Regions from separate parts of the Zea mays genome. Here region 1 is linked to region 2. A link is a contact called in public Hi-C data. All regions are on one chromosome and are shown on one strand. Each heading gives the region's core, a stretch centred on a gene start, on an enhancer-like site or on the middle of the called end of the contact. The rest is flanking DNA. Distances are from core to core; before and after follow the strand shown. Region 1 holds the start of LOC109944062 (ankyrin repeat-containing protein At5g02620). Region 2 holds the start of LOC100194177.

Region 1 (4,513 bases), core at 1,777-4,276, 280 kb before region 2:
GGTCTGGCGTGTTTGCTTCATCTGTGATTGAACATCATGCCTGATATCGCTGACTGTCTGCTTAAGCTGCTTTGCTGGATTAGGAGGATTTACTTGCTCTTTTGCAGTTCCTCCACCGACCTCTCTCAGGATGTTGACGAGCTCTTCATTACCTTGTTTATCTGCAATAGCAAAAGCAGTCTCTCCAGCTCTATTAACCGCATTGATTTCAATCCCCTCAACTGATATTAGGGTCTGAACCATCTGTAATTTCAGATAAAGCACAAGTAATTAGTTCTTTGAAATGCTGATTGCATGCTATTCTTAAGATTGAGAAATATTCAATCCAAAATCTGAATTCCTTGCTTTTAAAAAGATAAGAAAGTATTCTTTTTTTAGTACAACCTGAATTAAACTTCTGTTTGATTCCTGAAAAGATGTAATTTCTTCTTAGAATTCTTTTATAAAACATTGGGGACTTAAGCAAGTGATATCTCACGAATGTGAGTAACTCTGTTTTAGTAGTTCGCCTGAGCAACATAGCTTCAACGATAAATACAACAAAACATCTGATTGTTAAAATGTAAAACAGGAAGACTCAAACCAGTGGTAAAAATCAGAACATTCTGAGATAATATCACTTACAATGGTGTTTCCCTTCCGAGTTGCAACATGCAATGGTCTATTCCCCTTGCTGTCCTCCACATGGATAACTGAGATATCAGGCTTCAACAACTCAAGCAGAATTTCTGCATTTTGGCCTTTCGAAGCCATGTGTAGAGCTGTTTGTCCCTTCTTATCTGTTCTAAACCCAATCCCCGGGTCCTTATTTAACAGTGCAGTGACCACCTCCACATGGCCCATTCTTGCTGCTGAATGCAAAACTGTCTTGCCATTATTTCTTGCAATCCTAGCAAGGCTTGCATCTGTTTCTAGCAGAAGATTAACAATGTCAACGTGGCCCTGAGTTGCAGCAGTGTCCAAAGCTGTGGCATTTACAGAATTTGTTGTCATTGCTAATGAGGGAAAGGCCTGTAACAGCTCCTTCAAGACATCTGCAAAGACCAAAACTGAATTAATATGATCTCTTTCTCTGAAACAAGAGAATATACAAGTTTTGAAGAAAAAAAACAAGATTAAATAACAACTGTGTAGTAGTTTGCTCTTCAACACAACATACTGACTAGTTTTCATTAAAAAAACACAGCATACTAACTCAAATATCAGAAATTCATAGCCTAATTGGTCTGGTGAAAGTTCCTAGCTGAGCAGACAAGTACTAGGGAGCATATCTCGTCACTAGATATAGGATTGTCAGTTCTTTGATTTAGACACAATAGCATGGCAAGATTGTAGAAAAATAGAAATTGCCAACTCAGAGAAATCAACAATTTGTCTGTAAAACCAAGAAAGAAAGAAATGCTAGGATGTAATCTAGACCAGATCAGCCTAGTAAATTTATCAGACATCTGAGCAAAAGGAAATCAGGGACTCAGTGTCACTGTTTTAATACTCCATGTTCCTGAAGGAAAATAAATGAGGGAAACAGTTCATGGTCATAGAGATTTGCAGAAGTCAATAAGATACAAGTCAAGTTTTATAAACATACCAATTGCAAGCAGAATGAGTACTACAGAAGATCACAGAACTGCCAGTACAAACCAGTGAATCCGTATATAAAAGAATTCCAATTCACACTACCTAAAACTCGACTATTTAATTATGAAGGAATGAAAGCTCACCCAAATGGCCCTGCTTTGCCGCAATATGGAATGCATCGAAGCTGTTACTGGCCTTGATCCCGGCTGACTGCACATCCGAAGCCTTCAAAATCTCACACACAACCTCAACATGCCCTTTCTCAGCAGACACATACAACGCAGTCTCGCCGTCTTGATTCGTGCGGCCAGCTAACTCCACCACCAGTTCTGGATCACACTCCGCAAGGATCTTCTGAACATGTGCGACACTGCCAGCTCTCGCCGCGAGGTGGAGCGCGGTGTCACCCCGCTTCCCAGGGCTGTCCTTGTTCCTTTTGAAGCTCTGCTGCTTCTCCATGGACAAGAACTTGAAGCTTCTCTGCTTCTCCATCCCCCGGAAGCTCTTCAGTTTCTCTAGGGCACCATGTCGCACGCTGGGTTGCTTCTCCATGTCCAAGATCAAATGGCTCCTAAAATTGCGAGGTTCCGCAAATCTGGCCGGAGTTGATGGAAAAAATATCAACCAATAAGAGTGTCTCTGCAGAATCTAACAAGCCCTTCTCTTGTTTCTCCCTGCATCTCTTGTATCCTCACCAACTGCTGCAGCTTTAGCTTTGATCCGCAAGAACACCAATTTGGCTGCTTTGCACACAGACTAGGGTTCATTCCCAAATTTGTCCATACAAACAGGGAGAAGAAATCTGGTAGCTTTTTAGAATCGAGATATCACCTCAAACTGCAAAAGGAATCAATAAATTAGCATGCATAAATTTCAAGGAGAACTATAAAACGTCTTATCACCTAACAAGGAAGATAATTCCTCACCACGAGAAAACAGCCAACAAACTTAGAGGCCAGATCAAGAACACGCAGGGCGCAAGGAGCAGAACTATTTGTCTTAGAGCTCCAAAAATCCCATCTCCCTAGCATCAGCCAAGGGTGGAAAGAAGACGGTGGGAGGCTGGGAGCTAGTTGGTATCTTGGAAGTTAGGAGCCTCCAAAGTTTTCCATCGGCGGTCCGCCGGCCAGTCCCTCTCCCCGGCCTGGAAGCTCACTTATTAGGTTCGAGTGATCCACCTCCCCTTCTTATCATCGAGGAGACGAGGACGACGACGGCTGAAGGAAGCGAGCACACGTTCGGTAGTCTCCGGCACCTGATTTTTCTATTTTCACCCGTGACGGAATAATTGTGCGACTTTGCTACCTCCTCCTTCGGCTCTTCCTTGCGTTAAAAAGGCAAACTTTTTGCATTACTTCTATATCTCTTCGCAGTACTTTGCTGTCAAGCTGGTTTTGTCAGTCAGCCTCTGCAGTTTGTTGTTTTTAAGTGCTAATTTCGTTGGAGAATTTTTGTACGCACAGTATCTGCACTTAACTTTAATCTATACTGATCTGATCTACTATTTCTATAGTATTTTATTTTTATAGACTACCGCTGCAACATTCTAAACAACCAGATTTAATCTCAAACAAATGTTTATTTCTAGACATCAAATCAGTCGTTTCACGATCACCAATGTCAGTGCGTAAAAGTCCGGGTGGACCGTGGACGCACCATGCCTCAATAACAAACTTAGGAAAACATGCTCCTGCTCAAACGACTCCGGACTCCGGAGGGCGGAGGCCGCCAGGCGTGAAGCGAGACTCCTGCAGACCCACGACAACTTGGAAGGAGAAGGAGCCAGCCGACGGCCCGACGCCATCGATGTGCGCCTCCGTCGGCGCCACAACAGTCAGGGACCTATGACCGTGCTGCAATAATTTATTTGGATATATTAAACTATCTATAATATCCCACGGGCAGAATAAATGCAAGGTGATGCAAGAGGATAAAAATACAAAATAGCAGATATAGTTGGATATAAATTAGATGTTTAGGGTTTGGTTGTAGACTTGCACCATATAAGATATTGTTCGTCTACACTAATCCAGCTTTGAATCAGTATAGATTGAAATTAAATCTATGTCACAATCCATGTCCCAAAATAATCCAAGTCTACATAAAAAAATTATTCGGTTAAACCCGTGATGGATTATAACCCAAGGATTTAGGGTTTTTTTTAAACTATAGAAAGCATGAGTTCTATCTATAACTCATTAGGTATGGAATAAATCCATAAAGATATTGCACAAGTTTATAATAGAATCCATAGATAAAAAATAACTACCTTTAATAATAAATTTAATCTCACCATAGGATTGAGTGTGAGGTATGGATTCACCTAATCCAGACATAGATTAAATCTATAGTGGGGTTTCATCCAGTAGCGAAGCTAGCAATATTCTATCGGGGTCATCAATATTATCTACTGGATCTTTATTATAAAACTCTTGTTATTAACACCGTTTTTCCATTGGATGTTCAGAAAATTATCGAAGTCGGTTGACCCCAAAATAAGGTCTGGCTTCGCCCATGATTTGATCCATTGTAACCGAACAAAGCCTAAGTGATTACACAAGTTAGACGAGCGCTCAACGCCACTTCTAAATTCTCCTAATGCTAAAAATGTACCATGATATGTTGCCTTATCATTAATACTTCCTTCGTTCTTTTTTATTTGTCGTGGTTTAGTCCAAAAATGAACTATGGGACGATAAGTATTCAAGAATAGAGCTAGTATAAGATATGATTCTAAACAAACAGACCACATCTACTCCCTATGTTTCAATTTATAATTTGTTTGACTTTTTAACCCAAATTTAGTTGTTATAATTTTTTTTAAGAGTTTGAATCTTTGGACTATAAATATCTAACCCTATATTATCAATATAAAAAGGTAAGAAAACCTCTCAGAGACTATACTCTTTATAATGTGATCTTCCTATTCTAACCC
Region 2 (4,404 bases), core at 1,173-3,672:
TGTCTGGTAACGCTTATTTACTACAAACATTACAAGGCAAGGATTTACCTAAGGCTTTGAATGGGCGTTTCCTCAAACAGTACCATCCTAGTATGTGGCAAGATGCCTAAGAAAACCGATGTGATCACATCGAGTTAGTTGCTTTTGGTTCGCCCAGCTCCACCAAAAGGCAGGGGGGCATATGTTCGAACCAAAAATGAGCCGGCGGACTGTCCGGCCCTGAGGCCGGACGGTCCGCGGTCTGGACGGTCCGCGCCTGTGGGCCGGACTGTCCGCGCATGCGCAGAGCAGATTAGGGTTCCGAGTTTTGTGCTACGGTTGTTAGCTAAAATCGCGGGAAAAGCTCGGAAATTAGTTTGTAAAGGGTCCAGCCCCCCTCCTCTATAAATAGAGAGGTATACGGCCGATTTGTAATCATCAATCGAATCAATACAACTTCTATTTCGCATTTTATCCTAGGAGTAGTTCTAGTCTAGTTTAGGTTTAGCTATCCAATCCCCAAATTATTCGTCTCTCTTCGGCTCTACGTCGATTAGAGGAGTCTAGGTCGGCCAGCCCGAGCCTAGACAACCCTTAGGATCTCTCCTCCCCGACGGGGTCCCTCCCGGGAGCGAGATCCAGGCTGCCGTCGGCGACTTCCGCCGCCCCTGCGCACGTGCGGACCGTCCGGCCGTCAGACAGAGAAGCCCTAGCCGCGCACCAGGCCGCGGACCGTCCGGCCCCAGGCCGCGGACAGTCCGCCCCTGCGCAGAGAGTACCACCGCGCCTCGCACCAGGCCGCGGACCGTCCGGCCCCGCGCGCGGACCGTCCGCCCCTGTGCAGAGGGCACCTCCACGGTTCTTGTTGAGTGTTTGGCGCTCCGAAAAGGCGTCAACAGTGTGTATACAAAATACTGTTCATATACTGTATATAAATGAAGGTTTAAATTATAGACGACAAGATAGAACGGCCGAGGATATGTACAACATTATTATAAAAAACTATAAAATCAACAGGACTAGAGAAAGTATCACAGCATGTCTCTACACGACTCTCTCTATATATTGCATTCTAAGTATATTTATGATCTAGAAGTTCGTAATTGTATCATAATATCATATATTCTCTTAGTTATCTGTTATACTTAAAAATCATCTAATAATTGAGAGTTTTACGTCTCTAACAACGTAACAATGTCAACGTAAGAAGCTCCCTTTCCTCTGTTGCTCTTGCTGTGTGAGCGAAGATCATCATATCTTCACGGGAACTCATTGTGCTTCGACAAAGGATCTCAAGGTCATTCGGTTCCTGGGACAAGCGTTGTGACTTAGCTATTTGCTTAGTTTAGTTTATGTTAGATTTAATACAGAGGTGGCCCATATTTTTAAAATTAAACCAAATAAATTTTAGATCAATATATACCAGTGTTATTTAAGAGCAACTTTACAAATAAAATCCTGATAGGTAGGTTTGAGAGTTTGACCACGGTGTCTAGGGACTCAGCAGGACTCAACTCAAATGTCAGCAATAAACTTGACCCACCACAAGAAGATACATTACGTCATAATCCTACCAAATTAGAAAAGATAAGATCGATATCCATATAAATATGCTAAGAATTGGATGATAAGATAGAGATAAGTATATTTATATTTAGGAATATACTCGACTAGATCAATCCATATTCTTTATCCGGTGATTGAACAAATAACTTTTTTTTTGTAGTTATCATCCTTCCTTAGACTATGTAAGGAGGATTCGAGCGCAAGATTGCAAATCATCTCATTATATTGGGTATTATTTCACATTGATAGCACGAACTTGTCTAAATCACCGAGACATCTCGTTGCGAATATTCCTCGACAATTGGCGTGCCAAACTAGAGATATCACGCTAATCATCGTAGACTTGATGTCAACCATGGCTTTAACACAAAAGAGAAAAAAAAACTTCTTGGCACCTTTAGATCCATCGCCGACGCGCTCGGAAATCTTGGCTTGTCTTAGGTACCCCCAGTAAACTCCTCTTGATAAAATTACAGTTTCGGAGTATCGTTTTAAAATTTTGAATATTTTAAATGTAAAAATTGAAAAGGTACCAAAGGAAGCGGCTTCTACTTTGACAGGCCCGTCGGTCGCTGTACGCCTGTTTCAGACAACCAGTGTACCCAGGTGGCCAGGTCTACCGGCGCAGGCGTCGTCGTGGCCCGTGGGCTCATCGAACCAGCGTTCGAAGTCCGTATCTCCGGCCTCCGCAGACGGCAGACGGATCCCACTGGACTCGGCCCTCTACAGGGTGGCCTACCCACTCCGGCACTCCGCGAGTCCGACCCGACGGCCCGACGGCTCCCAGTCTCCCACCTTCTCCGCCTCGTCGTCCGACGTCCCTGCTGCATAAAACTACCACCTCCAGGCCTCCTACCATTTCTTCCTCGCCCGGTCGTCCCCCTTTCCCCCGCGGCCCCGCCCCCCATGCCCCTCGCGTACGCGCCCATACCGTACCGCTCCCGAAACACTAGGGCGCGGCACGCACCCTCCTCGTGAGCGCGGGGTCGGGCGCAGGCGGCATGGCGCCGCAGGCCGCGGGGTCGACCCCTGCGGTGGCGGCGCTCGGGTTCCTCCTCCCTACCTGCTGGGAGATCGAGGTCACGTGCGCCGCCGCGATGATCCTCGTCGCGCTCTACGCTGCGTACGAGCTCCTCAACCCGCGCCCCTTCCAGGCTGCAGCGGCGGGCGACGCCGACGAGCTCCTCGTGCGGGGGCTAGACGGCACCAACAAGGTAACGGCTGCGTCTGTTTGGGTTTCCGAGAATTCGGATCATACGGTTGCTGGTGATCACGGATGCTGATGTATTGATCTCCCGTTTGATGGATGTGTTCAAGGGGGGTGCGAGCGGCCGTTCTGCGTATGTACTGAAGGTGATCAGTGATCAGCTTTTGGCCTCCATTTTTTTGTGTCGTGCTGCCGGCAGTTGTTCTGGATGGTTTATGACTTGGATTGGATGTGTCTGTTCAGCTAGAATTGTTGGCTGCTAGGAATTTGATGGCGGCGAACTTAAATGGGACATCTGACCCGTATGCATTGATCACTTGTGGTGCAGAGAAGCGTTTCAGGTGATCACATTGATTCAATACTTTGAACCTGTTATTTGGACGATTTCAGTTGTTTAATTAACTGTACATATCTTTCCAAGTAGTTCCATTTCTAGCATATTTATCATTCTGAGAATTCTTGGACACTGTAATTTGCTTAGCCTCCATGTTCTATCTTCCCTTTGGGACATACGCCCAGAGAGCAAATTGGTCGTGCTTTGGGCGAAAATATTAACTGGCTGGGGTGGGTTTTTTATTGCACGGAATTCAGATTCATTGTAAAGTAGTAATCCCTATGTTCCAAATTATAAAATATTTTGAATTTTCTAGATATCTTTTTTCTGGGCACCACTCGTGTAGTCGTGTGGGAGCGTACTGGCTCTATACTTCGACTTTTCTAGATACATTGCTTATGCATCTAGAGATGTATATATCTAAGTGCATAACAAAAGCTACGTGTGTAGAAAAGCCAAAACATCTTATAATTTAAATGGAGCGAATACTTGATAGTGCATACATGTTAAATAATGTTAAACACGGTAGGTTCAAGGGAAAACTTTTTATGAATGAAACTTGTTACTTACTTTTTGTATGAGCTCGAGGTTACTGGTTAGAGAGATTTCATTCACTGACAATTTGGGCGGTTGGGATTCATCATTAGAGATAGGCCAATGCGGGGTCACTGACTTCGGATCTAGCAGTTCAAGCATATGTTGTAAAAGAGAGGAAGCAAGGGACATGGTTTAAAAGGCGATAAGGCGGAACTAGGCGTTGAGCCACTGCCTAGATGCCTAGGCGACGTCATACAAGCCAGGGGAGGAAGAAAGGTAAGCAGGGGAGGATAGGAGAGGATGCTTGGACCTTCGGTACCCGCCGCCCATGGAGAGGAGAGGAAGCAGGTGGCCAGGTGCCACGCCCGACACCAGTTCCTCAGAGGCGTGCCCGCCGTAGGATCCCTAGGGACGCGGCCGCGTCGGTACCTCGGTGTCGCGCCCGCGCCGCCCGCCCGGTGCCACGCCTGCCGAAAACTTGCCGATGTCGCGCCTTCACCGGCCGCCAGTACTCGAGTTCTCGGTCGGCCCAGATTTTTGGGGCTCAAGGCGCCTATCAGGCGGTGGAAGGCGACGCCTTACATGCCTAGTCCTCCAAGGCGGACACCCTAAGTTCCTGGGGCAAGGTGGTGCCGACGTCTAGAAAGTTTTGGCGCCTGGACGCCTAGGCGACGCCTTTTAAACCATGGCAAGGGGCAACTACCCTCAGGATTGTTTGGATGTTATGGAAATGGTGATGATTGCAAGATGGTAGTGTGTATATGACAAATACACATGCTAT

Evidence for each region. A called contact is a pair of places that touch in the nucleus more often than the background predicts.
Region 1: a Hi-C map of leaf mesophyll shows a contact between it and region 2, with 4 times the contacts expected there. The contact joins the promoter of LOC109944062 here to the promoter of LOC100194177 in region 2. A contact is called at or near these places in 5 of 25 Hi-C or Micro-C datasets (endosperm, leaf, leaf mesophyll and 2 more).

What each region holds. Positions count from the first base shown.
Region 1 is chr2:199,898,864-199,903,376 of Zm-B73-REFERENCE-NAM-5.0, reverse strand. It overlaps LOC109944062 (ankyrin repeat-containing protein At5g02620), which reads right to left and starts at 3,026. Exons shown (of 4, transcript XM_020548529.2): 1 at 2,505-3,026; 2 at 1,722-2,415; 3 at 625-1,034; 4 at 1-243. The coding sequence starts at 2,130.
Region 2 is chr2:199,617,663-199,622,066 of Zm-B73-REFERENCE-NAM-5.0, reverse strand. It overlaps LOC100194177, which reads left to right and starts at 2,422. Exons shown (of 18, transcript NM_001359419.1): 1 at 2,422-2,759; 2 at 2,863-2,898; 3 at 2,996-3,093. The coding sequence starts at 2,547.